Regions from separate parts of the Mus musculus genome. Here all the other regions are linked to region 1. The links are chromatin contacts, called in public HiChIP or PLAC-seq and promoter capture Hi-C maps. All regions are on one chromosome and are shown on one strand. The core of a region is the stretch at or near the end of the contact, and the rest is flanking DNA. Distances in the headings are between cores, read along the strand shown.

Region 1 (3,365 bases), core at 360-2,859:
TTTCCAATTTCTCAGCGCCACATCTCTCTGACCATGAGCATCTTCTCCCCCTCCCCCCACCATCCTCTTTATCCTGACCGCCACGACTGCCTCCCGAGGAGCCCTGCGCCTCTCAATACGTGAACACCAGGTCGGAGAAGTTCGCCTCCAGCCAGTCCCCCGCGATCATCTCGCTCAGCTCCGGCGTGCAGTAGTCGGGGAACTCGAAGTGGGAACCCAGGCTGCCCTCGCTGAAGGAATCCAGGTCCTTATCCACCAGCGACAGGGACAGGTTCCCCGCCGCTCCCGCGCCCAGTGGCTGCTCGCAGGCGCTGTGCGCGCCCTGGGAGAAATTCAAGCTCAGGTCGAACATGAGGTCGTCTGCATCCTCGGCGCCGCTGCCGCTGCTGCTGCCGCTGGATGAGGAGGTGGACACGCAGCGGGAGGACGCGGGCGACAGCGCGGGAGGCGCGGGCGGAGGCTGCTGCTTGGTGATGTTCTTGAAGCTGTAGTAGAGCCGGCCGCCCGCGCGCACTTCGTCGTACAGGCTCGCGCCCTCGGGGGACTCGGCGGCACTGCTGAGCGTGGGGCTGGCGGGGACCTTGGCCACGCTGTAGCGCCTCAGCAGCTGAGGGGGTTGCTGCTGCGTCGGCGGCGGCAGCAGGTGCGAGTGCGCGGGCTCGTCGTCGTCGTCGTCAGCGTCCGGCTTGGGCCGTAGCTGCAGCTCGTCATCTTCGTCGTCGTCTTCATCGTCGTCGTCCAGGAAGACGCACTTGGCTGCCTTGCCCGCGGCGCAGTCCCCCGGCTGCGCCGCCTTGCCCGCGCCCGCCTTGCCCGCAGGCGCCTTGAGCTTGGCGCACTTCTTGCCGGGGCCCTTGGCTGCCTTGGCGCCCGCCGCGCTCTTGTCGGGGCTCTGGCCCGCGCTGGGCTTGGCCGCTGGGTCCGTCTTGGGCTTTTTGCGCGGCCGGTACTTGTAGTCGGGATAATCAGCCATGTGCTTGAGGCGCAGGCGCTCCGCCTCCCTGATGAACGGGATCTTCTCGCTGTCCTTCAGCATCTTCCAGCGCTTGCCCAGCCTCTTGGAGATCTCGGCGTTGTGCATGTCGGGCGACTGCTCCATGATCTTCCTGCGCTCGATCTTGGACCACACCATGAAGGCGTTCATGGGCCGTTTGATGTGGCCCGACGCCGTCTTGCACCAGTCCGGGTCGCTCTCGTCCAGGGCCACCGGGCTGCACGCCATGAACTCGCCCTCCTCGGTGTCCAGCGCGTCCCGGGGCAGGTTGCTCTCGGCTTCCGAGCTCTCGGCCTGCTGCACCATGGTCCGCGGCGGGGCTGGGCGCTCGGTCTCCTGCGCGGGCGCCCCTCCCCCTCCCGCCCCTCCACCTTCTCCGGCAAGTTGCAAAGTCCTTGGCCGCGCGCGTCCGCGGCTGCCCCCCTCCCCCCCGGCCCCGTTCCCTGCTGCGTCGGCGGCTGCGGCGGCGACCGGAGAGGAGGCGGCGGCGGCCCGGGACCCGCGCTCTCTCTCTCACTCGCTTGATTTCTCGCTCTCTCACTCCTGGCAGCCGCCGCAAGCGCCGGACCCCAAGCACTCCCAGGCGCGCGCGCTTCTTCTGCAAAAAGTTGAGGGCTCTCTCTCAACTCGTTATCAGGGTGTCATATGGGTGACATCACTACTCCCACCAGCCAATGGCTGGTCCCGACTCCGCCTATCTCCCGTTATTAACCACGGGCCCCACCTCCAGCCCCGCCTCCTGGCCAGTTTGCAAAGATGGGGGGCGGGGGGAGTTGTCTAGAAATATGTTATTTTTTCAAAAGAAATCCGCGAGTGCGCACAGCTGCGCGTGTCCCCCGGGCGGATGCAGGACGGAGCGAGAGACGCCAGCGCGGACTCAAGGGCGCGGGACGATGGACTGAACCCCAGTGCAGATGCACCCACCCGGGCACCGCGAGTGGGTGCCCCTGCTCATCCTGGGCGCGTCGCGCCCTAAACCCGCGCGCGATCGCGCTGCGCCGCTATCCAGCAGAAGGTGGCGCTTCGACACCGCGCGGCACCGTGCACGTGGGCTCATCCTCCGGTTCTTTTTCTCCCTCTTTCTAGAGCCCGGTCGCCGGGCCCTCCCTCCCCCCCTCCCCGCGCACCCGCAGGGTTTTGTCCCGTCTCTCCCCCTCTCGTTTTCCCTCCTGGATCGCGCGCATCTGCCGGTTCGGCTGGAGTAACGGTCTTCGGAGACCGCCGTGTCCGGGCGGCTCCGGAGCGGTTCGGAAAGGAGTTCACGGATTCAGGCCGGATCGGTGAAACAGCCCGGGACTCAGCATCGCCGCCCCTCCCCCACTTTCTACTCCATAGGCCTCCCCAACTCCCCGCGTCCCGCCTCCTCTGTCCATCACCTACGCCCTCCTCCCCTGCAGCTCGGTCCTGAAACCCTAGCTCTGCCTCCCAGCACGCACCTTCTGGGTCATTTGCTATTTTAACCCAACGGTACAAACCAAAGCTAAAATGAAGTGCACTCTCGTTTAAAGCGAAGATATTTCTTATTTGCCTGCTAAGGCTGCCGCTGGAGCGGTGGCTCCTGCCTACTGGTTTTGCCGGGCTCCTTGGAAACTCGCTTCTCTTTGTGTTGTCTCTTACCCACCTATGGCTCTTCTGAGGACAATGAAACGAAGCCTTTCTGCTTTCTGTTTAACGTGGCTGCTCACCCTGTTTTCCTCATACCTACCCACTGTCAGTTCTGGGGGCTGGTTCTTAAGATCTACAGCCCCTCACCCCACCCGGAGTTGCTCACCCGAGAAATCGGCCGCCCGGGACTAGTGGAATTATCTAAACATATTTCCTTTCAGGTTGGTGTACTGCACAGGGTACTACACTTCTCATCTCCCACACATCCCCACTCCGGACATAGAATGGTGCCAGGTCTTCATAGGCCATTTTATTTTTAAAAAGGGGGGAGGGGTCCCTGTATTTCACCCTTATCGTATTCACCCCAAAGAAAAGCACCGATCCAAGCACGTGTATTATTGAAGTTAACCTCAGTCTTAATAATGTTGGCATTTTATTTTAATGTTTAAGGCTATTGGAACCTAAAAAATTTACATACTGGTTAACCTGATGTCTGGAGATGTAGAAAAACCCATGTGGAGTGTAAAAATCCATCTTTGAGGCAAACCAGACATTCTCTCTTGTTTTCCTCTTAGCTGCCTGATTTCCCAGCAATGGGGACATCAGGCAAGGGTGGGGTGGGGCCAGCGAGTCCCCATCACAAGGGAAATCTACACTCTAAATACAGGGAGCTATTTCATCTCAGCTTCCAATTGTCAGGCATGGGGGTATATACTGTCATTCTTATTATTTCTTTTATTTTCTTGGCATCTCCCCTTCCACATCC
Region 2 (3,365 bases), core at 558-3,057, 1.0 Mb before region 1:
CACCTATGTAAAAGGCTGTGTTCACCTGTAACCCCAGCATTGATGCTGGGGGTACACTGGGGCTTACAGCCAGCCTCTGTTAGAAAAGCAGGAACTAAAACAGCTACATAAATTCTAATGTGTGAAAGAAGCCAGCTTGCAGAGCAGAAGCCCTTCCTTTTAGTGGCATCTTCTAAAGAACAGAGCATGCCTGACCTACTAAGGGTGGGGGAGGAGTACAAAAGACAATATACTGCCACCAGGCTGGATACTTAGGGGATACTTTTCTTTGCTCACTAGGGAAACCCATTCTTAGGGGTGCTTTTTTCTTTCTTTGTGTTTTGTTTGGTTTCTAGACAGTTTCTCTGTGTAGTCCTGTCTGTCGTGGAGCTAGCTCTGTAGACCAGGCTGGTCTGGAGTTCAGAGATCCACCCTTCTGCATCCTAAGAGCTGGGATTAAAGGTGTGTGCCACCACCACCTGACATGTTTCTTTTTTCCTTAATAAGATGATTCTTTTCCATGCTTAACATAAATAGCAATACTTTCTCTCAGTCTCTTTTCCCAGAATCTTTTCTTAAAGTCTAATAACATTGTCCTTTGCTTCCTCTTGAGTCCATTACTAATTTATCTTATTAATGAGGCTAAGAACCCCAAAATGGAAACTTAGCTTCCCTGGTAACCATCCTGGTCATAAAATGAGGAACTCTTGCTTCAGTAAGAGACTCTGACTCAAGGGAATGGGATGGGGAATGACAGATCAGGATAATATCAGGATACCCCATAGTCCCCTGTGGCCGCTGCATGTGAGCCCACAAGCCTGTGGCTACTCAAGACACCTGATAATCCTTCTCAGTCATCACTTTTCCATGCTTAACATAAATAGCAATACTTTCTCTGCACTGACTTCAAGGCATCCCTGTGGGTAGGAGGCTGAAGCTAATCTAATTGAGGCAAAGACACTAGAACTCCTGGGATAAGAGAATAGCACTGGAGGTTTAAGTAGGAACCCATGCTTAGAATACTATAGATGCAGATGGAAAACACAGCTCAGCAGTGTGCTGGTACACACACTGGTTAGTATGTGTGCACATGCGCCTTCCTTGCACGTCAGCTGCGAGGACGCAGAAGGCATGGACTCTGCATAGAATGCATGCCATGCCCAGATCATCAGTCCAATAAAGTGCTCCAGTTTAAGGAACCAGAACGCACAAGACAAATGGCTGATTCTAGCAGGGTCAATTAGGGTTCTTGAGGAGCACGGAAAACCCCACATCCCACAGAGCAAGGATATGCTCAAAGCAATCCACTCTCATTGGCAGTGTGCAAAGACACCCACAAGTTGAGAGATTGTGCCACGATCTGAATACCCTGAGCAGGGTATGCACTGTGACCCCCAAATACAAAAGCACTGCCCTTGCGCCCATCAAGAAACAAAACAAAAAAACAAAAGAGATTGAACAGTTAAGTAACTGACTGGAACTTGACACAAATTTCAAGCTAGTCACAAGAGTTTGCACCAGCAATGCCAGTGTTCTGGAAGCAGAGTCAGGAGGGCAGTGACTTCCAGAATAGGCTTGGCTACACAGGGAAACTCTGTCTCAAAATAAAAAAGAGAAAAGACACATATCTTGTGTGAGAAAGTTCTGCTGGCCTCTGTAGCTACTTCCCCCGGGGAGATGGAGCCCAACTCAGACTCTAGGGTGGGCTGCACACAGGGACTGTCTGTCCAGGTGCAGAGAGAGGAGGCTGCCAGGGTGATGTCACACTGTGTCTGGTGGAGGCACACTGTGGGTGTCACAGTAGTCAGGCCGGGTGACAGTGTGCACCCTTGACTAGGCTGGGTGAGATTGACACTTCAGGCTGTGGTCTACTCCATAAACCTGCAACACCCAGTCTTATGGTGGGAAGAATAGCAGGCAAATAGTGATTCAGGAATGTCCTAAAGAATGCTGGACAACGATCCTCAAGATTGCCAGGATTCAAATTTTCTTGAAATCATCCAAATATGTATGACACTGATCTTGGAAGGTAAGGTGGAATTCTGGGTAAAAATAAAGGAAGTCTGATCAAAGTAAAAGTTTTAGTGAGGAATGCATAAGCTTGTTGACCATAAAGAGCCAGTATGTCACCAGAGGAGCTCTGTGTATGTTTGTACATGTTCATGTGTGTGTGTGTGTGTGTGTGTGTGTGTGTGTGTGTGTGTGTTTGTGTGTGTGTGCGCGTGCGTGTTGAGGCACTCTCTGGTCTACCTGTGACCTTTTCCTACCTCTAAATCCAAACCTACAAATCCCAACCTAAGTCTCACCAGTGAATTTTATTTTTAAAAGCCTCCTCACCCCCAGGAAATGTAGGCTCAAAAGAAAAGGATGACATTTTAAGCTAAGGTTTTCCCAAGATACTACTAAATTCTAAAAAATACCTAAAGAAAGTTTACAGACATCCCAGTGAATTCATAATGACCTCATTCATTAAGGGTTTGACATGCTAAATAAGTAATATATGATAAATCTAAGAAGGCCCTATGTTGGGGATCAATTGGGTCATGAATTCCTTTCTATAGGAAGACAGCTCAGCAATATGGCTTTGCACCATAAAGGCCATTCCTAAATTAAGATGTTGCCATAGGAGGACCAGGCAGACAGCGGAGCAAAGGACAAAGAGGGAGCCTACTACTTGTCTATCTTGTAACATGGCTGGGGGGGGGCGGGGGGGTTGGACAGAGACCACTCACTCAAAGATCAGCAGGTGTCAGGGAGCTTCACAGAAGCTTTAGGGGTTCACACCTTTAATACACACCTGTCCAGATGAGAGTGCAGGCCAGGCATTAGGAACTCTAGGACAGGAACAGCAGTCATGACTGAACACTGAGATGTGTAGGGGGCTGGATGGGGTATAGACTGATACACAGACACAGAACCGTAGGCAGGGTGGCTTCACAGCTTTTCACCCCATACTTCCCCTCCACTTGAGTGCTCAGAGATTCACAATTACATCATCAGCACCACAGAAAGAAATGTCCACATGGTTGTCCAAATTGTTTCCAGAGCTCTTGCTGCCCACAGGTGAAAACAATCAAACAAACAACCAAAAACAAAGTCACAGACACACATAGGAGAAATTCTGCTGAGACCATCTTTGGGGAAATGTTCAATATCAACCTGAGGCTCCAGCAGACCATCTTGAAGAAGTTTCAGAGTGGCTGATCTTGCTTCAGATCCAAAGATTGAGAAACTCACAGATTAGGAAAACACACCTCTGAATGCATCTATGAGAGTGATTTCAGGGCAGATTAAACCATGGAAATTCTGATCCACTTGTATATTCAAAATGTAAACAGACCAATTGGAGATGGTGGCACATGGCTGGAAAGAGTGGATCACTATAG
Region 3 (3,365 bases), core at 644-3,143, 980 kb after region 1:
AGTCCACTGTAATATGAGCAACTGTGTCACCCAGCATGGGTCCAGTGGGCACCTAAGAATCAGCCCAAGAGGCAGGTGCCTCCAGTCTCCTTCTCCTCCTCCTGTGGAAGTAGATAGGATGCTACAAGTGAGGGAGGGAGCAAGGAAAGGGTGGAGCTAGCCACATCCCTCTCCAACCTCCAGAGCTCACACTGCAATCATCAGACTAAGTCTACCCATTGGCTCCTTCAGTTGTTCAGGGCTAGATTGTTGGGCCTATGTTGTTACAGACTTTGGCTTACCTATTCAATGGAGAGAGGCCATTAGTGGAGCTACAGCTTCAAGAATTCTGAGGTCTGACCTATTTTTCTAAATTTGGGTACCAAATCACTTTATTTGTCTTTTCACCTAAAATTATTTATGCCAGATAAAAATTAACAGATTATTTAACCTTAGAATTTGTGAAGCTAGAAAACCCAGCATCGAATGGTAAAGGTCTTCGGAGGATACGAGCACTGGTTAACGTGTTTAAAACACTTATGGAGCTGGAGAGAGCTCAGGAAGTAAAGAACATAAGCCCCTGAGTTCAGCACCCAAATCCACATTAAATAAATAAATAAATAAAAAGCTGTACAGGGAAGTTCCTGCTTATAGTCCCAGCTCAGAGACCACGTGTGAGAGGTAGAAGCAGAGACGGGGCTTTAGCAGTCCGAACTAACTGGTGAGGCACAGTTCCCACTGAGAACAAGGAGGAAAAAAACAAGGAGGAAGGCTCCTGAAGAATGATACCCAAATTTGACCACTTTCCTATACCTACATATTCATGTATGTGCATAATATACATATGCATACAAACACATGCACACACAAATGATAAACAATGATATGCATATATAAAAATATCTAGTGAAATCCATTATTTTATACTTCCCCTAGGAAATAATGAAAAAGGGAGATAATAAATGACCTATTGTCTTAGTTGGGGGTTTCTATTGTTTTGATAAAACATCAAAAGCAACTCGGGGAATAAAAGATGCAGAGCTTATTCCATATTACAGCTTGGGGTCCATCATTCTGGGAAGTTGGGACAGAAACATGGAAGCAGGAGCTGATGAAGAGGCCATGGAGGAGTGCTGCTTTTTGGATTATTTATTCCTCACGCTTGCTCAATCTACCCATGAGTGACACTGTCCACAGAAGGCTAAGGCTTCCCACATCAGTCACCAATCAAAAAAATAAAAAATAAAAAATAAAAAAATAAAAGCACCATAGGCCAATCTAGTGAGAGCATTTTCCTTACTGCAGTTCCCCTTTTCCAAATGACTTTGACTTGTGTCAAGTTGACATAAAACATACCCAACACCCCTATTAAATGGAGAGGAGAAAATGGAGAGGAAAAAGATTGTTTATATATGTCAGGAAAGCTGGCATTTAGTAAAGTATCAGCATTTTAATTAGAATATTTAATATCCAGGGGACAAATGAAGGCAGTTTAGATTTCGATTAAGTTGATAGACAGTGGTGGAGACACAACAACAAGAGATAGCCCTAAGTTCATCTGAATATATGAATTTTAATCTTCCTGATCAAGTTTGATGATCAAGAACTGAGTTTAGAATGTCTATAGTAGGTGTTTAAGGAAAAACAAAAAGGACTTATCTTACCCACATTTTCTTATTTTTCTGACACAATAATGCATGCTAAATGTTTTTGAGAAACTTTTGTTTGTAAGTTAGGAAATCACAGATTCAAACACAATTCATACGTTAAAATAATCCTGGGGGTTATAGGTCCACCTTCGAGAGCTCTGAATTTCTGAATCCTTTAAGGGCATTTTCTTTGACCACCAGAGCAGGCAAAGCTTGCTTTGACACAAGCCCCTGCCAAAGGAATTTCAGCAGGACAATGCTTTGTCTCTTTGATTGACAGGTTTGGGCTGCCTGTGGCTGACTGCTTGCACACATTTACCTTGTTTATGTTACAAGAAAGCAAGCAGCCACACATCCTTCTGTGGAGACATCAATAGTGTCTGCATTTTCTGGTATGTCCCCTACCAGGGCATCTTCACAAAGATGGGCATGTAGCCACAGGACCCTGAGTGGCTGAGAGGAGGCAGAATTAAATGAGGCCCTCACAGGATCTTGTGGGGCTTCCATTCTGTCTCAGTGGCATTGTATTCAGTTGGGGAGCTATTGTGACATTGCCTCTCCACCCAAACTTCTCATCAGTTGTAGGTTGTATCAGAGCACTGCAGAGCACAGATGTGCTGGGAGATTCAGCTTGGAGGAATTGGCCATGAATGCTAGAACTATGTCAGGCTGCTCTAGACACAGACCTCTTCCTTAGAGCCAGTTCATACACACAAACCACATTCCTTGAAAAGCAATTTTCCTCACTCCTCTACCCACCCCTGGCTATGAAGAGTGGGAGGGAGTAACATCTTTTCTGCACACCTACCTGGTAACCCATCACAGAAATGTTTCCCATCTGCTTCAGTTGCAGTCTGATGGGTAGGTGATTGTTGCCACCCCGCCCTGGCAGAGAACTACCCTTCAGCTGGTGGAGAGGAAGGCCCCTGGCCTAGGACATGAAGATCAGTGTGAGAAAGGAAAGACCTGAGGAGAGTTTCCTGTGACCAGGCTGTGTTCTGTCTCACCTGTGCACTATGAGTTGCGTCCTAGCTGCACACCCTTCCTGAGGGAGATCTGATGACACAAACACACTCATCACTGGAAGAGCTCCCATGTCAAGGCCACAGATCAAAATGACCTCACAGATATCTAGAATAGTCAACACAATTGATATAAAATGCACTTTTATCTGAGCAGCACAAGAAACCATTTCTAATAACAGAATATACTTTAGATCATAATGCAAGTCTTAATAAGTACAAACAAATCAAAATCATATTGTGTATCTTACCCAAATGTAGAGGAATGAAACTATGAATCAGTAACAAAAGACACTACACAAATACTTGGAGGCTGAGCAAAATATTTGTGAATGAAGAGAAACACAGAAGAGATTTTTGAATCCCTTAGGATGGGATAAAAATGAAGTACAGATTTGCCAGCATCCTTTGAATACAGTGGAAGCAGCTGCAAAGTTTACAGCATGGATGTTGATAATTAAAAAGCACATCCTGAACTCTATAGAAGATTCAAGATGGCAGCAGCTGCTGCTGGTACCCCAGGGAACCCAGAGCAGCTTGGAAGGTATAGGAGCGGCATGGGAGCCCGGCTACAGTGGACAAACAACATGTTATTATTGAATAGGGCTAGTCCTTGGTCTGCTGGCCAGCCCAAAGAACAGGGGCACTACTGCTGCAGCTTGCACAGAGGCAGGAGTGGGCAGAGGCCATGTGGATGTCTCTGTGTGGTACATGC
Region 4 (3,365 bases), core at 320-2,819, 930 kb before region 1:
ACTTAAAACCCGACCGGGGGCACCTGGCCCTTTAACACTGCTATAGCCACCCTGAAGCATGAAGTACTTACTGTTTGTAGTCCTCCTGCAAGACCACCCATGAGTCCCACTCAACAGAGGCCAAGTCCAGAGTCTCCACCTGCAATTCAAAACCCCCTCCAGATATACTTCCCTAGCAGTCTTTAAAATGTAATAAGAGCAAAACTGTGGAAGACACTGGAAAAAGTAGTCCAGACCAATGGTATGGCTGAAGAGGAGCGAAACTTTGGCTCTTTGGGAGCCAAGGAGGCAACCCCGTGGGAACGGTTCTTCACACTCTGCATTCCTTTGCTGGTGCTTTTTCCCCCACCCTGGCTACGCCCCACTGGTCATCTGATTCCACATCCCTCCTTTAGAAAGGCCCCTGTCTCTGCTCTCTCATCGGAGGGCACACTGACCACCTTTCCTTCTGTCTGCTACTGTGTTTATGTGCGTCTCTTAGCCGTCTAAACTACTACCCTGGCCGGGGTCATTGAGAAGGACCTGTCTCCCAGACACCACGCCTGGAAGGCCCTTCCTTCCTAGAACTGTCCTAAGCAAGATTGGACTGTCCTTCTAATCCTAGGACACAGGAACCCTGGGAAGGTTTCCCAGAGCCTTGTCTAGCTCTCCTTGTTACTTGGCCTTTGACCCTGTACCAAGCAGGCTGTAGGACTGTTCAAAATAAGTATACTTTAAAGTATTCTCTGAAAAAAAGAGACCAAAACAAGAACTAGAGCAAACTTTAAGTGCGACCACCAGAGACCCGCCTAGGGTGAAGAAGTCGCCTCTTCCCGCGCAACGGCGGCGGCCAGGAAGCCTTCAGTTTTAGCAGGAGGAGCGATACAATCTCTGAGCTCCACGGATGGTGTAGAAAACCGGGAGCAATGCGGAGCACGGGATACGAGAGTCCTGAGGGGACTTCCTTGGGCAAGAGGGGTACAAGGGACACGGAGACTCCTGGGCCAGAGGCTAGCAGAGGACCATGCCCACGGCCAGGCGCGGCTAAGCACTGCGGGGTACTCGCGACTGCCACTGGCCAGAACGGACCCGACCTTCCCCACGCCCTCGCTCTGCCCATGTCCAGGTCACGGCGGGAGTCCACCCAAGGCCTGCAGACGGCCGCCCACCCGGGCCACTCCAGCAAAGCACACCCCGCGCCTGCGGCTGGAGACTTCTCCGTGGCGCGCGATCCCCAAGTGCAAGCGGCCAGGAGGACGCGGCCGTCACCCAGCGGAATCCCGGAGCATAGTCCCCATCGCCGCCCCGGAGCCCGCGGGGTCCCCGCCCGGCAGCACGGGTTAGGGGGCCGAAACCAGCCCCGCACAGCCTTATCCCGCGCGGCCCGCTCGGGCGATGCCGACACAAAGGGGACGCGCGCGTCACCCACCTGGTCCCGCGCGGTCCGGGCTCCCGCTCGGCCTCTTTGCGCGTGGCTGTGATGGCCCCGCCCGGTGCCGGCTCGCGGGTGCCGCTGCCCCGTCAGCCTCCCGCGTGCAGCCCGCCCCGCAGCGCAGCGCCCTTTATGCCTCCCCGCCCTGCGCCCTGAGAACTGCGCGCGGGGTCGACGGGGCGCGAGCGCGCACTAAGCGCGGGCGCGGGAGGCAGAGCCAGTTTGCACGCCAGCGCCCCCTGCCGTTCAGAGGTGCCTTAATGTCCATGCACCAGGACCAGGCGAGCAGCCCCCAGCAATGCCAAAGGGAGGGCCCAGATCAGTTGGGGGGTGGGGGTGGCGGGACAAGGGGGCAATGAGTCCTCCTGAAGTTGGACCCCTGTTTTCAATACTAGAAGAACGAGTGCCAACAGCTAGAAAGAAACGAGTGAAAAATCCCGACCCTACCAGTCAGAAGCTGGAAATCTCACTCAGTGAAGTATCTGGGACCCTCTAGAGTAGTCTGTCTATGCAAATTACAGCAAGTCTCTGGACTTGCCAGAACCTGCCCGACAGCTATCCTGCCTGTGAGTAGTTTACCATGAATACTATGAAAGAATCATCTTTTCACCCTAACTTCTGATAATGCAAATGAATGAGAAGAGTCCTCAACCTGCTTGGACCTGAGGCTGAGGCTCTGTGCATATATATGAAGCACAAGCCAAAGCATTTCGTTTCTTTCCCTTAGAGCCTAAGATCCACCAGTGGATGGGAATTCCCATAAGTTATTATCTTGCAATCCCTCTGGTAGGTCCTGGAAGTTCATGTCAAACGTGCAAAAATGGGTGAACCTTTTGAGTATGTATTAAGGCTAGAATGAAATGTTCCCACAGGCATGTGTTCTGAACGCTTGGTCTGCATCTGGTAAAGATATTTCTGAGAGGCTCTGGGAATGTCAGGAGGTGGGAGTTAACTAGGGAAGGCCCTTGGGGGGATCCAAGACACACACACACACACACATACACACACACACCACACTTGTGTGCGTTCTCTCTCTCTCTCTCTCTCTCTCTCTCTCTCTCTCTCTCTCTCTCTCTCTCTCTCTCTCTCTCTCTCTCTCCTAAGATGTTCTGCTCAAGCACTTTGGGTCCAAACAGCTGTGGACTGCGTTCTTTGGCTGGGGGACTGGAGAGCCTCCATTTGCTAACTCAACTTCTCTAGTTTTCCCCTAGAGAATTAAAACAGGATTAAAAGCTCTGTACCATCTACCGTCTGCTGCTACATTCCCAGGTGCATATTTGTGTTTATACATGTGTATGTGAGTGCAAGCCAAAAGTCAATGCTGGGGTGTTCACCTCTTTTTCTCTACTGTATATTCTGAACCTAAACCCCTTTAATTCATGCAGACCTGTTGGCCAGCAAGTTCCAGGAGACCTTCTGCCTCTACCCCAACCCCCATTATCCAGTGCTAGGATGCTGAGCATGCACCACATCTGTATTCTTACATGGATGCTGGTTATTAAACTCAGGTCCTCAGGCCTGCATGGCAAGCACTGTAGTGACCAAGCTGTCTCCCCAGCCCCTCATCCGATACCATCACCAGTTACTGGGCTGAATGTTTCAAATCTTCAAAGACACACACTTGATAGATACCGTGCCTCACACAAATAAGCCTAGCATTCTGAGGGCTGAGCTAGGAGGATTGCAAAGTCAAGGCCAGCCTGGACTAGATAAGTGAGAGCCTATGTCCAATAGGCAAAAGCCAAAACAAAACAAGGACACACGTGGCCTCCTAGAGCTTTGGCTTGCATCAGACTCTGTATAAATGCCTTTGTTCAAGAAAGCACACAGTGTGAAGAATCCTAACAACAGCACTTTGTTGCTTCGGCCTCTCACTGAAAGATAGAAATAGTTTTGCCTGAAGGCCTGAGCTCTGAGAGAAATGTTTTCACACCTCCCCAGGCCTGGTTGGGGA
Region 5 (3,365 bases), core at 646-3,145, 850 kb before region 1:
GGTATCCTGGGCTAGTTGCAGTTTTTGGGAATAGCCATTTCTTGCCTCATTCTGTATCTAAACTAAAACCACATGATAAATAAAATATAATAGAAATAGTATAAATAAATAAATAAATAAATAAATAGATAAATACCTCTTTGAAGCTATTAACTTAGAGGGACACTAGCTTGTACCAATCCAAGAGCTGAGTGTGTCACCATCTAGCATCTTGGGCCTATCCAAAAGCTTCCTTCATTTCCCTGTACCTGCCTCTCTGGTATACCCACCAATGTATTTTGAACTCACTTTGATTTATTCACTTTCTTTGTTCTGTAACACTGTAAAAATCCTATGAAACTGTGTTCGTATTGGAACACGGAGTTTGGGGTAACCTAAATCTGTGTTTCTAGGCCATGATCAATCATAAATGGCTCCAGAATAAACTGTCTCTTATTCCCTTTAAGATGAGAGTGGTGGCTTTTATGTCAATAAAGGTAGGTTCTGACTACATAGAAAGCTCTATGCTTGAGACTCTCAAAATGAATGAATGAGTGAATGAATGAATAAATAAGAGTTCCTAGCATGGCAATTACAGGACAGCTGAGTATGAATGTCTTCAAGTCCTGATGTCACTATGTGTCACTCTTTGCTCCTGTCCCTTTGTATCCCCTCAAATTGCAAGGAGCAGAAAAGCTCCCTCAGTGGGGAGGCAGACACATCCTCACTATGGTCCTCTTGTAATGTGTATAGTTTTGTGAGATAAACCCAGGCCGGGGTAAATGACTTGGTTTGGGGTGTCAGCCAAGATCCCCGAGACTTAGAAGAGACCCATCTAGGACATGCATCAGGCATTGAAAACTAAGTGGAAACTCGCATCTCCCTGTACCGCACTCTGATAGGTGCATTCTTGCTTCCCAGAGCGCTAAACTCTGCCCAGCTAGTCTTTCTAGACTGCCTCACTCGCATGCTTTGTGATTTCCACACAAGAGCCAATTTTAAGACACAGAAAGGGATAAACTAAATTGGCAAACCGTCTCTTCAGCCTGCATGGGTTGTATTTGATGACCATGCCTTGGCTCAATTCTCCTTCGGAGCTTTTTATTTTTGAATCTGGAGCTCCTTTAAGGAAGTGTTATGTGCAAGATGCCTTTGTGGAAAACCTTCGGCTCAACCCCACTTCCTTTTGCTTGCCTTTTTGCTTGTGGTCTGAGGCTCACGGTCTACTGAACTGAGCGACAGTCCACTCCATTCCCACTAGAGGGAGGAAAAGTGCCTATTTCGCTCATTTCCAGGAGAGCTGCTCTGTTTGCTTGATAACCACTTTTCTCATTAAGCACAAACTGCACCGCCTGGAAAAACAACAGTAGTTCCTTTCATTTTTATTTAAATGCCGTCTCTAATGGGGAAACAAAGGACAGACTGAAGAACATTTCTAGGTCAAAGTAGCAAGTCTTTCAAAGTGGCTAATTTCGTGCTTCAAGAATTCTAAATACAGCCCCGAGGTCAGAAAAATATTCAAAGAAAGGCCATGGTGATCACGGGGCTCAATCTCTTTAATAGTTGTGGAAAATGAGGCCCAGAGAGGGACCTGCCCTGCTCTGGGTCATCTAATTTGTAACAGCAGATGCATGCCAGAGTAATAAATTCTGCAACTCTTTCTCTAGTGCTTTTTATAACTTGATGGCTTGTGTCAGCATATCAGGGACAGTAAATAATACACAATCATACTTACACACAGGCATACACTCATATTTTCTTCCTTGCAAGGTTTACGATTTGGGATCTGGCATGAAGAAACATTCTCTGTTTTTATGTGTACTTGTTCATTTGTTTTCAAAATGTCCCCTCCCTGGTCCCCTCATTTCATAGCATTCCAAGTAAATGGTACTGCTTATGTTGGATCCTGCTAATAATGGTGCCTACAAGGTCTCAGCTCTTGGAATGACTAAACAGCCATCAACATACCAGGGTTTAGAAAACACATCGTAAACTTTTTCCTGTGGAGTTTCCAACATTTTTATTAACATTCATGATATTAATGACCCTGCTTATTTTGACATAATTGAGGATGTGTTCCATTTCTGCAAAACAAGGGTGCAATCACAGTTCACTTCTGGCTCACCTGCTGGGTTGGCTCTTCCAATTCTAATGCAGTCCTGGTTCATCTCTGAGCTGGGGAAGATTATTTTCTGAGTTTTAATTGAAAACAAAATCAACTGAAAGCAACAACACAAAGAGCTCCCCTAAACCTCTGAGTGTTGCAGCCTGCATTTCTTGGCTCTTTTTACTTGCAAAAAGTTTGCACTAAATGTAAAGTGCTATAGAGTTAGTGGAGTTGAAGATGTGTCTTTCAGGTGAAATGTTTACAGAACTATATGGTCTTGTTTCTTCATTTAAAATGATGGCTGTGTCTTCTGTGCATATATACAGGTTGATAGACGGAGGAATACCAGGCTGCAAGCAGAGCTAGTATCTTTTCCAACTGGGTGTGTATGATCTCTAAGAAGTCATCCTTTGTCTGTGGGCTTCTATTTATCTTTTTACAAATCAGGACCTGATTCCAAGAGTTCTATGGGTCCCCTATTTCCACTAGGCCATTGCTTCATCTGAATTAAAATGTGATTCACTTACATCATTCCCGTGTCTAACAAGATGGTAGTACAGGGTATTGGTGTGTCTCAACAACTTGGGAAAGTGTTGATTTTGCATATTGTGTATTCTATATATATCTCTTTCCACAATGCCTTTAAGTAAGTGAATCTTTTGCATAAAGACTCTCCTCTGAGTTTCCCCAGGGACCGTAAAAGGACTAGTAAATAGGTGACCACTCATCTCATTCCTTTTTAGTTTCACACCCTTTGTCTCCCTGGGAAGTAAGAGTAAATCATTCCCCCCCACCCCATCCCCCACCCCACCCACCCCCTAGCCCCACTGGCATGGCACTCTACTGCCCCTACAGTCTAATCATTGAACTGCATGCAATGAGATCCCTTCAATAGTGAGTTCTAATGGATGCCCCAGCTATTCATCTCCCTAAGAGCTTCATTCAGTTCTCCTTCTAGCATAACAGACCTTCACTATTCCTCTACCTAACTTGGTACCTCTCATCAGCCTAATTGGCTCAAATTCTTGAGTACTTTTCACACTTACATCTATATCATGCTTATATCTGTATTCTACATCCATAGTCAGACCCTCATCTGATACTCATGAACAGATGCACTTAGAGGGACACTAGCTTCTACCAATCCAAGAGCTAAGTATGTCACCATCTAGCATCTTGGGCCTATCCAAAAGTTTCCTTCATTTCCCTGTACCTGCCTCTCTGGTATACCCACCAATGTATTTTGAACTCACTTTGATTTATGTCCCATCTACACCCA
Region 6 (3,365 bases), core at 609-3,108, 790 kb before region 1:
TTGCCATTTTGCCTAGACTGGCTGGTCACTGAGCCCTCTGCTTCTGTTCGATATGCTGGGGTCCAGGGAAGGTGGCCTACTTCTAGCCTTTTATGTGAACACCAGACATCTGAACTCAAGTCCTCATGCGAGCATAGCAGAAAATTCACCCACAGAGCCACTGTCCCTGCTGCTCAACTCCAGAAACATCTTGGTAAAATCAAGACTTGATTTTTATAGACCTTATACTTCTGTGGATGACAAACAAACAAACAAACAAACAAACAAACAAACAAACTATGTCTAGCAACCACGTCTGGCTTTGAAGCTCTGAGGAGGTAGTTTCTTCTCTCAGCTCCTTCATGAGCAGACATACCCAGTGAAAGGCAGCCCTGCTCCTGTGGGGACAGCCATCTCTCAGCATTTTTTTTTAAATTGAGACCGTTTGTTTAGATTGAAGATGTTTTTAATGATCCGTGTTTGGCAGGAATATTAAGTGGGTCCACCCAGCTTATTCTCTACCTTTCAGTTCTACATATGTGCTCTGTAAGCATTGAATAAAGCAGTGAGGGTCTTTCCTGGAAGAATCAATAGAACAGTGCCTAAAATAGCAGCAAGAATCACAGAAATGCCTTTGTTCAGCCACTGAGGACAGGTGACGTTTCTTATATAGAGAGAATATTCCTCAAAGCAGATTTCATTAATTTTAGGCAGCAAATGTGTTTCTTAGAGGGAAAAAAAAACATGATAGCACCCATGCAATCTAATACCACAAACATGTAGGTCATTTGTAAAACCATATATCTACTTAGTGTAAGGAGCAGGGTGAGCCTGCACGGCATGATCGCTCTGTAAGTTATAGAGGGCACATGAGCTCGCATGCAGGGGCATTGCCTGAGATAAGATGCATGGTGGCTGTTTCCTCTCATAAGAAACAAATTCAATACATTTTGAAATTTCAACAGAGGGGGAAAAGGGAAAACAAAGATGGCTCATATTTCAAGGTGAAAGCCCTCTGGTGACTGGAGAGGTTTCCATTTTTACTGCAATTATGGTTCCTGCTCTTTTTATTTTTGCAAATTTTTCCTATCTTGAGATGGTACAGGGTATATTTATAGCTGGGTTTCATTTAGCCGTGCTCATTTGTACTGACCGGTGACAGATTTATAGGATCCTAGATTCCTGGTGTCACTATTGTATTATTTATATTTCTATAAATTAAAGCTATTATTATCAACGATGGCCTCTGACAATAGGATGCAGAGGTTGGAAATAGCGTTTAATATTTTCTCAGCCCTGATGAATCCTCTATGGATTACATCCTGATGTAGACTAAGAAATCATTGTCTTTGCTGGGGGGAGTGGGAGGGTTACAGTAATAATAATAATAAGTCACTAATGAAAGACAAAAATTCCAGGACTATTTGTAGGCACTGGGTTTTTAATCTTCCTAATGATAGTCCTGACAATAAATAGATGAGGGAGCTAATAGGAGGCTGAGAACACCAACAGACTGCTCTTCCCCCTCCCTCCATCCTCGATTAGCCTCCAGGACAGATTCGCATCATGACTTTTAAATCTCCCTTTTATCTCCATGTTGGACTAGGATGTCTCTACTGAGCGATTGATTTTTAAGCAAGGCCTTTATGACAGATGAGGTACGGGAGAGCCTTTATCTCCTTGAACCAAATAAAACAATCACACTTAATTGGTAACTTCAGCACCTAACAGTTTATTTGTGACTCTAGGATGCTGCAAATTAATAATCAGGTTTGGAGGACAAATGCAGAGAGGATGGAAGGGAGATGGTTGTCTGAGACTGCATTTAAAAAACTCTCAGCAGATACAATCCAGTGTAAGATCCGGGCAGCCGAGGGCTTAAACACAGCTTGCTTATTGCCGGGCTGTGTAACCTCAATCAAGCTGTAAAGCTGTAGTGAGCTTCAGATTTTCTGTCAGTAAAATTGAGACACTTTAGTCGCAGAATGTGAGGATCTTAAGCGCATTAAATTAAGCTAATGAGGAGTAAAGCAAGGTGACTGAAATACATAAACATGCCTGTTGTCCCCAGAGCTCACTGCAGCACCAAGGGCCCTGATGCTGGGAGGCTAAGCAATTTGTCACCGAAGTACTGGGGATGTGTCACCAGAAGATTCATTCTGAGTTTGCTCTGGACCACTCACTAGCCAACACAGGAGTCTCCATCCTATCTCCCTGGGACTCTTCTCTTTGCAAGTTATGCCAAGGCAGCGATAGTTTATGAAGTTAATAACATTATCTTCTATGAAAGCTGAAATGAATAGTAATTCATCTCTAAAAGGAACCTGTGGTCACAAGATTTGCAGGAAAATAGATAGACTTCCAGTGCCTAATGTTAAGTTAGGTCGCATAATCTCAGAAAGAAAGAGGCCATGTGTTCTCCAGGGTACACAGATCCTAGCCTATAGTATATGTATGTATGCAAACAAATACGCGTGTGGGTGCAGTATAATGTCTACAAAGGAGATGAGGAAAGGGAACACTAGGCAGAGAGGAAGGATGGGAGGTAATAGTTGTGTGAGTGATCAGAAAGATAGAAAGCTAGTTGATTTTCTCATTTTAAAATTATTATGCCCTCCCTTCTATCCATCCTTCCTTCTGACAGAATCAGATGCTATCAATGGATTTCAGGTGTAAGATAGAGCCAACATTTGGCTCCCCAAGCCTCAGTTTCTCTGTGTCCAGTAGGAACTATGATTTGTGTTAATGTTATCTGAAGTCACCTACACATTGCCAGGTTAGGAAGGGCCTGTTCTCCCTGGGTTCCCTGGCCTGTACCTCTAGCTAGCTTGACAACTTATGGAATACCAAAAAAGGAAACCTGAACACACTATGATGGTAGCCACCAAGAGGGGCAGGAGGCCAGTGCCACAAGGGTATCATTCGTCAATGTGTATCTGATCTCTGCCCATCATCCATCCAGTCCCAGACCCTACCATCTGGGGTACATAGAGAGAGGGATGTAAAGAGTTTAGAGTCTCTGAAGGGAACAAGAGAGCAAATGGAAAGTGGGATAGTCATATATGGTATATATATATATATATATATGAGGGGTAGAGCTGTCTGTGAATCTGAAAACACATCATTCTCACACAGTACTGGAAAATATGGAGAGATGACCTGATGACCTGAGACATCAGTGTCTCCCACAGTGGCTCTTCTGTCAAGTTGTAGGAATTTACTGATAACTAACCTGCCCTAAGCACAGAGGAAGGCTTTTCATTCAACTACGTACGGTTTGAAAGATGTCTTCCTAGGGTTATTGCTTCTCTATTTTTTAAAAATTAGATCTAAGACCTCCCTTCCCAGCATGCTGTGGGTCACGTTCCACTGGAATGTAGCCCTTT
Region 7 (3,365 bases), core at 602-3,101, 740 kb after region 1:
AGACTTTTATGCATGAATACTGCATCCACATCACTCCACCCATCTCCACCCTCTCTACCTCCCCCTGGTTTTCCTCCCTCTCCCTCCAAACTCCATGGCTTTTTTTTCTTTCATGACTATTGTTAAACAAAAACAGACAGACACACAGACATAAATATTCCAGGTCCAAACTGTCTCCCTATAAGTGCTGAGTTCTATGTGGTTTACACTGGAACATGAAGGAAATGCAGTTACCCACCTGGCTCCATGGAAAGAGGGCAGTTCTGTTTCATGTGATAGAGATGTTCCCTGTGAGATATTCAGATTCAGACTTCATGTGAAGCCAAGTCAGTATGAAATAGACATGTGGTGGATTAGGGGACAAAGAGTAAATCCACAGCTGAAAGACTGTGAACATCAGCAAAACGTGGAGAGTGGACTCAATGGCTTTCTGACTTTGTCTACTGTGCAAGTAATACAGTGTAGATGCTATCACACAAAGTGAGTGTTTACGGACATTATTTGTGAACATAATTTTAGCTAATCTGAAACCTAAAATTAATGATTAATAACCATCAAACATTTTTCAGGAGAGATGCCAGTAGAAGAAAGACAGGAGGAAGGGTCTATGTACTTGGTGTGATGTAAGAATAAATATAAATAAGATGAAGTACAATCTGCTAAGACTCATCCTGTGTCATCCGTATGATTTAAATATTGAGTGTGTCTGTCTGTCTGTCTCACTCTCCACGCGTGCGTGTTGGGGTGGGGGAGAAAGAGAGAGAGGGTGCTATTGTAGAGCCACGTTGTCTAAAAAATATCTTAACATTTTGAGTTCATGTCTTTCACAAATTGTCATGTGAGCAGGACAGGAAATGATGACAGTGGGTGGGGGAGGGGATTGGATCATGTTGCCACCCTTCCTACCCTCACAATGTACCTGCCCATAATTATCTTTAGTACTTAAATGGGCAAACTTCATCTAGCCCTCTGCAGCGACCCCATTGGTGAGCTACATGTGGAAGAAGCATTTACACTGTCTATGTCAGCACTCTTGAATCAGCGATTTTCCTTGTTATCATCTCTTCCTTGCATAAGAATTGCCTGAAGAGCACACAGGGGCTGGACCTTCGCCACCCACATATTTGTAGCAGATGGGCAAGTTGGTCTTCATGTGGATCCCATAACTATGGGAGAATGAGGCTGTCTGTAACTCTGTTGCCTGCAATTGAATCCTCTCCCCCTAGTTGGACTGCCTGGTTGGGCCTCAGTGGGAGAGGACTGGATATCCCAGGGTGGGGCAGTACCTAAAGGAGGAGAAGAGGAGGGGGTAATTCAGGGAGGGTTTTGTAAGGGTGAGAGACTGGGAGGAAGGAAGAACTGTGATCATGATGTAAAGTGAATACAAAATAATAAATTACTACAAAAAATAATTTCCTGATATTGCTGTCCCAAAGGAACAGTCAATTCTAAGTCTACACTTGAGTATGATCCCACTGTATCTGTGGAGTTATCGTATGTACGGTACAGAAGCTAATTAGGAAATCAGCTTGGAAATGTTCAAAATGTCCAGTGCATTTCACAAAAAAGCAAGAAAATCATCTTTCCCCACAGATAGCTGGGTGTGACCGCAGTTTTTAGAATCATCTTTTTTTCCTCAAATACTGCAAAAGAACACTGCCTTGGAGGCATAATGCTGCAGAGATGTAGCTAGCACCACTTTTTTGGCACCCAAGTCTAAGTCAAAAGGATTAAATAAGTATCCTCAATGTAAGCCAACGGAATCACAAAGCCAGTTCCCGCCTCAGCACTCCACTGCACATAATTACACAGCCCTAAGCTCTGACTGCTCATCAATTAACACAGCTGTAAGATCTGGAGCTAATTGTGCGATGTATTAATCAGCACATCTCGTGTATGAACACAGACTCTGCTGGGCTAACAGTACACTCATCACCATTCCTGGCTTACTGTAGTCAGCTTAAAAACATGCAAACATTTTAATTCTTCTTGGGACTGTTCATAGCATTGATGCCAGTTTGTGTAGCTGAAACCAAGTGGATCCATAAAGATCCTTAAGATAACAAGAAAGTGCTTGTGGCTGTGTGCAAAGGAGAGACTCGAAGTGAGAAAGCTTTGCCCAGAAATCAGATGTTGGAATTGGACAAAGAGATGTTGGGCCACCTGGATCCTCTGGAGATGGTTGCAGAACATTTCCCATCTCCAGTGGCTTTGGTGAGCATGGCACCTCAAGATCTCCAGAGCTGTTGCAACCCCAAGTCTCTGTAAGATAGAGTCGGTTGCAGGCATTTCTTCAGCATTTCCCCAGAAGACTACACCATGCAAAGGTAAATAAACATGTGGCCTGTAGCTGTGAAGCTAAAGGTGAGACAGTTTTGGAAAGGGATATCAATTAACAATGGAGAAAAATTCTTCAGCATGTTTATCAAACTCACATACAGGATACTCTTGAATTAAGAATGCAATGACATACATGGAGATACAAGAATTAAGTATGATGCTCAATTTCTGAGTTCTAGGGAACTCTCAGATGTCATGGTCCTTGGCTAGATTAGCATGTTTGACAGAGATATGAAAAATGAAAAACACAAGTCGGTTGCAGGCATTTCTTCTATGACTGCAGCATAGGGAATCTAGAGATAAAGTAATTTATATTGAGATGGAAACAAACTCAAAGAGAGAGATAGTGAGAAAAACCTGAAAAAGGCTGAAAGCAATCCTTACACATCTGTGCAATGAACTCAGTTGATGTTCCGGCAAAATTTTTCCTTCTCTTATCCACTCACTACCTCAAGCTCTCTGAGTTAAGAGGTGTGAGTTATTTCTTCCAAAAATAAACAGAGATTTTCTGTGTTGGACTCCACATGGGTGACCCTGATGTCTAGCAGATTCACAGAGGGCTTAGGTTCACAGGGAGATTAGACATCATGTCTACCTCTCACACCGTTGTTTTTCCCATCTGCTCCATTCACTCGCCTTTTCAGGTTGTCCAGGGTACCATGTCATCATGCTAAAAGCATGATTCACTTGATATTAATCAAGACTAATTGATGCAAAATAATTCAATGGCACTGTTTCACCCATGATGCCATCCTATGGGCACAAAGAAGACACGTGGAATCCGATGTGCTTAGTATTTGTGTCTTACTCCCAAGAGGTGGGCATCCTCACTGTAGACATAAAGCCCAACAGAGGGAACCACAACCCAGCCCACCTGGGACCAAATCCCAGGATACCCATCTCTGAGCACTGGACACAGTGTGGCATGCATATCCTGATTTTTTTTATTACATCCCGTGTAGCTGTTTTATTTACCTTTCACCATCTCTCATTTTGACATGGTATGTGACCTGCAAAATATTATC

The links. Promoter capture Hi-C pulls out the DNA fragments that hold promoters and counts their contacts. HiChIP or PLAC-seq counts read pairs in DNA pulled down with a chosen protein or histone mark.
Region 2: a contact with region 1 is called in a promoter capture Hi-C map of hippocampal neurons, with 7 times the contacts expected there. The contact joins the promoter of 4930549C15Rik here to the promoter of Sox11 in region 1. A contact is called at or near these places in 1 of 39 promoter capture datasets (hippocampal neurons) and 1 of 115 datasets of contacts at active chromatin or transcription factors (astrocytes).
Region 3: a contact with region 1 is called in an H3K4me3 HiChIP or PLAC-seq map of embryonic limb bud, with 5 times the contacts expected there. The contact joins the enhancer-like site here to the promoter of Sox11 in region 1. A contact is called at or near these places in 3 of 39 promoter capture datasets (cranial neural crest, hippocampal neurons and liver), 2 of 484 Hi-C or Micro-C datasets (cerebellum and cerebral cortex) and 11 of 115 datasets of contacts at active chromatin or transcription factors (astrocytes, craniofacial prominence, differentiating embryonic stem cells and 8 more).
Region 4: a contact with region 1 is called in a promoter capture Hi-C map of hippocampal neurons, with 5 times the contacts expected there. The contact joins the promoter of Rnf144a here to the promoter of Sox11 in region 1. A contact is called at or near these places in 3 of 39 promoter capture datasets (hippocampal neurons, neural stem cells and second pharyngeal arch cranial neural crest), 2 of 484 Hi-C or Micro-C datasets (both in embryonic stem cells) and 8 of 115 datasets of contacts at active chromatin or transcription factors (astrocytes, cardiomyocytes, embryonic basal ganglia and 5 more).
Region 5: a contact with region 1 is called in an H3K4me3 HiChIP or PLAC-seq map of embryonic limb bud, with 5 times the contacts expected there. The contact joins the enhancer-like site here to the promoter of Sox11 in region 1. A contact is called at or near these places in 4 of 39 promoter capture datasets (embryonic stem cells, frontonasal cranial neural crest, hippocampal neurons and 1 more), 6 of 484 Hi-C or Micro-C datasets (the N1E-115 cell line, cerebral cortex, cortical neurons and 2 more), 18 of 115 datasets of contacts at active chromatin or transcription factors (SST interneurons, astrocytes, craniofacial prominence and 13 more) and 1 of 9 other capture datasets (adipose tissue).
Region 6: an H3K4me3 HiChIP or PLAC-seq map of embryonic forebrain shows a contact between it and region 1, with 10 times the contacts expected there. The contact joins the enhancer-like site here to the promoter of Sox11 in region 1. A contact is called at or near these places in 4 of 39 promoter capture datasets (the 3T3-L1 cell line, cranial neural crest and liver) and 13 of 115 datasets of contacts at active chromatin or transcription factors (craniofacial prominence, embryonic basal ganglia, embryonic forebrain and 8 more).
Region 7: a contact with region 1 is called in an H3K4me3 HiChIP or PLAC-seq map of embryonic basal ganglia, with 4 times the contacts expected there. The contact joins the enhancer-like site here to the promoter of Sox11 in region 1. A contact is called at or near these places in 4 of 39 promoter capture datasets (the 3T3-L1 cell line, frontonasal cranial neural crest, hematopoietic stem and progenitor cells and 1 more), 1 of 484 Hi-C or Micro-C datasets (myocytes) and 9 of 115 datasets of contacts at active chromatin or transcription factors (SST interneurons, differentiating embryonic stem cells, embryonic basal ganglia and 6 more).

Annotation. Positions count from the first base shown.
Region 1 is chr12:27,341,109-27,344,473 of GRCm38.p6, forward strand. It overlaps Sox11 (SRY (sex determining region Y)-box 11), which reads right to left and starts at 1,610. Exons shown (of 1, transcript NM_009234.6): 1 at 1-1,610. The coding sequence starts at 1,300. The coding sequence ends at 113.
Region 2 is chr12:26,344,903-26,348,267 of GRCm38.p6, forward strand. It overlaps 4930549C15Rik (RIKEN cDNA 4930549C15 gene), which reads left to right and starts at 1,808. Exons shown (of 5, transcript NR_130981.1): 1 at 1,808-2,008. The region is part of intron 3 of Rnf144a (ring finger protein 144A); the gene reads right to left.
Region 3 is chr12:28,321,963-28,325,327 of GRCm38.p6, forward strand. No RefSeq gene overlaps it. Among named protein-coding and RNA genes, the nearest start is that of Gm25564, 27 kb to the right of the region's middle. Within about 2 kb of position 1,894, at least 6 of the 459 cell types and tissues checked have an H3K27ac peak or open chromatin away from gene starts, as enhancers often do.
Region 4 is chr12:26,413,693-26,417,057 of GRCm38.p6, forward strand. It overlaps Rnf144a (ring finger protein 144A), which reads right to left and starts at 1,570. Exons shown (of 10, transcript NM_001081977.2): 1 at 1,409-1,570. Mir6538 (microRNA 6538) reads right to left here and starts at 1,318; the gene lies at 1,209-1,318.
Region 5 is chr12:26,487,191-26,490,555 of GRCm38.p6, forward strand. No RefSeq gene overlaps it. Among named protein-coding and RNA genes, the nearest start is that of Cmpk2, 20 kb to the left of the region's middle. Within about 2 kb of position 1,896, at least 17 of the 459 cell types and tissues checked have an H3K27ac peak or open chromatin away from gene starts, as enhancers often do. A contact at or near this core is called in the N1E-115 cell line, cortical neurons and embryonic limb bud, where this site is marked.
Region 6 is chr12:26,549,818-26,553,182 of GRCm38.p6, forward strand. No RefSeq gene overlaps it. Among named protein-coding and RNA genes, the nearest start is that of 1700020D12Rik, 61 kb to the right of the region's middle. Within about 2 kb of position 1,859, at least 5 of the 459 cell types and tissues checked have an H3K27ac peak or open chromatin away from gene starts, as enhancers often do.
Region 7 is chr12:28,083,835-28,087,199 of GRCm38.p6, forward strand. No RefSeq gene overlaps it. Among named protein-coding and RNA genes, the nearest start is that of Gm46326, 40 kb to the left of the region's middle. Within about 2 kb of position 1,852, at least 5 of the 459 cell types and tissues checked have an H3K27ac peak or open chromatin away from gene starts, as enhancers often do. A contact at or near this core is called in embryonic basal ganglia, where this site is marked.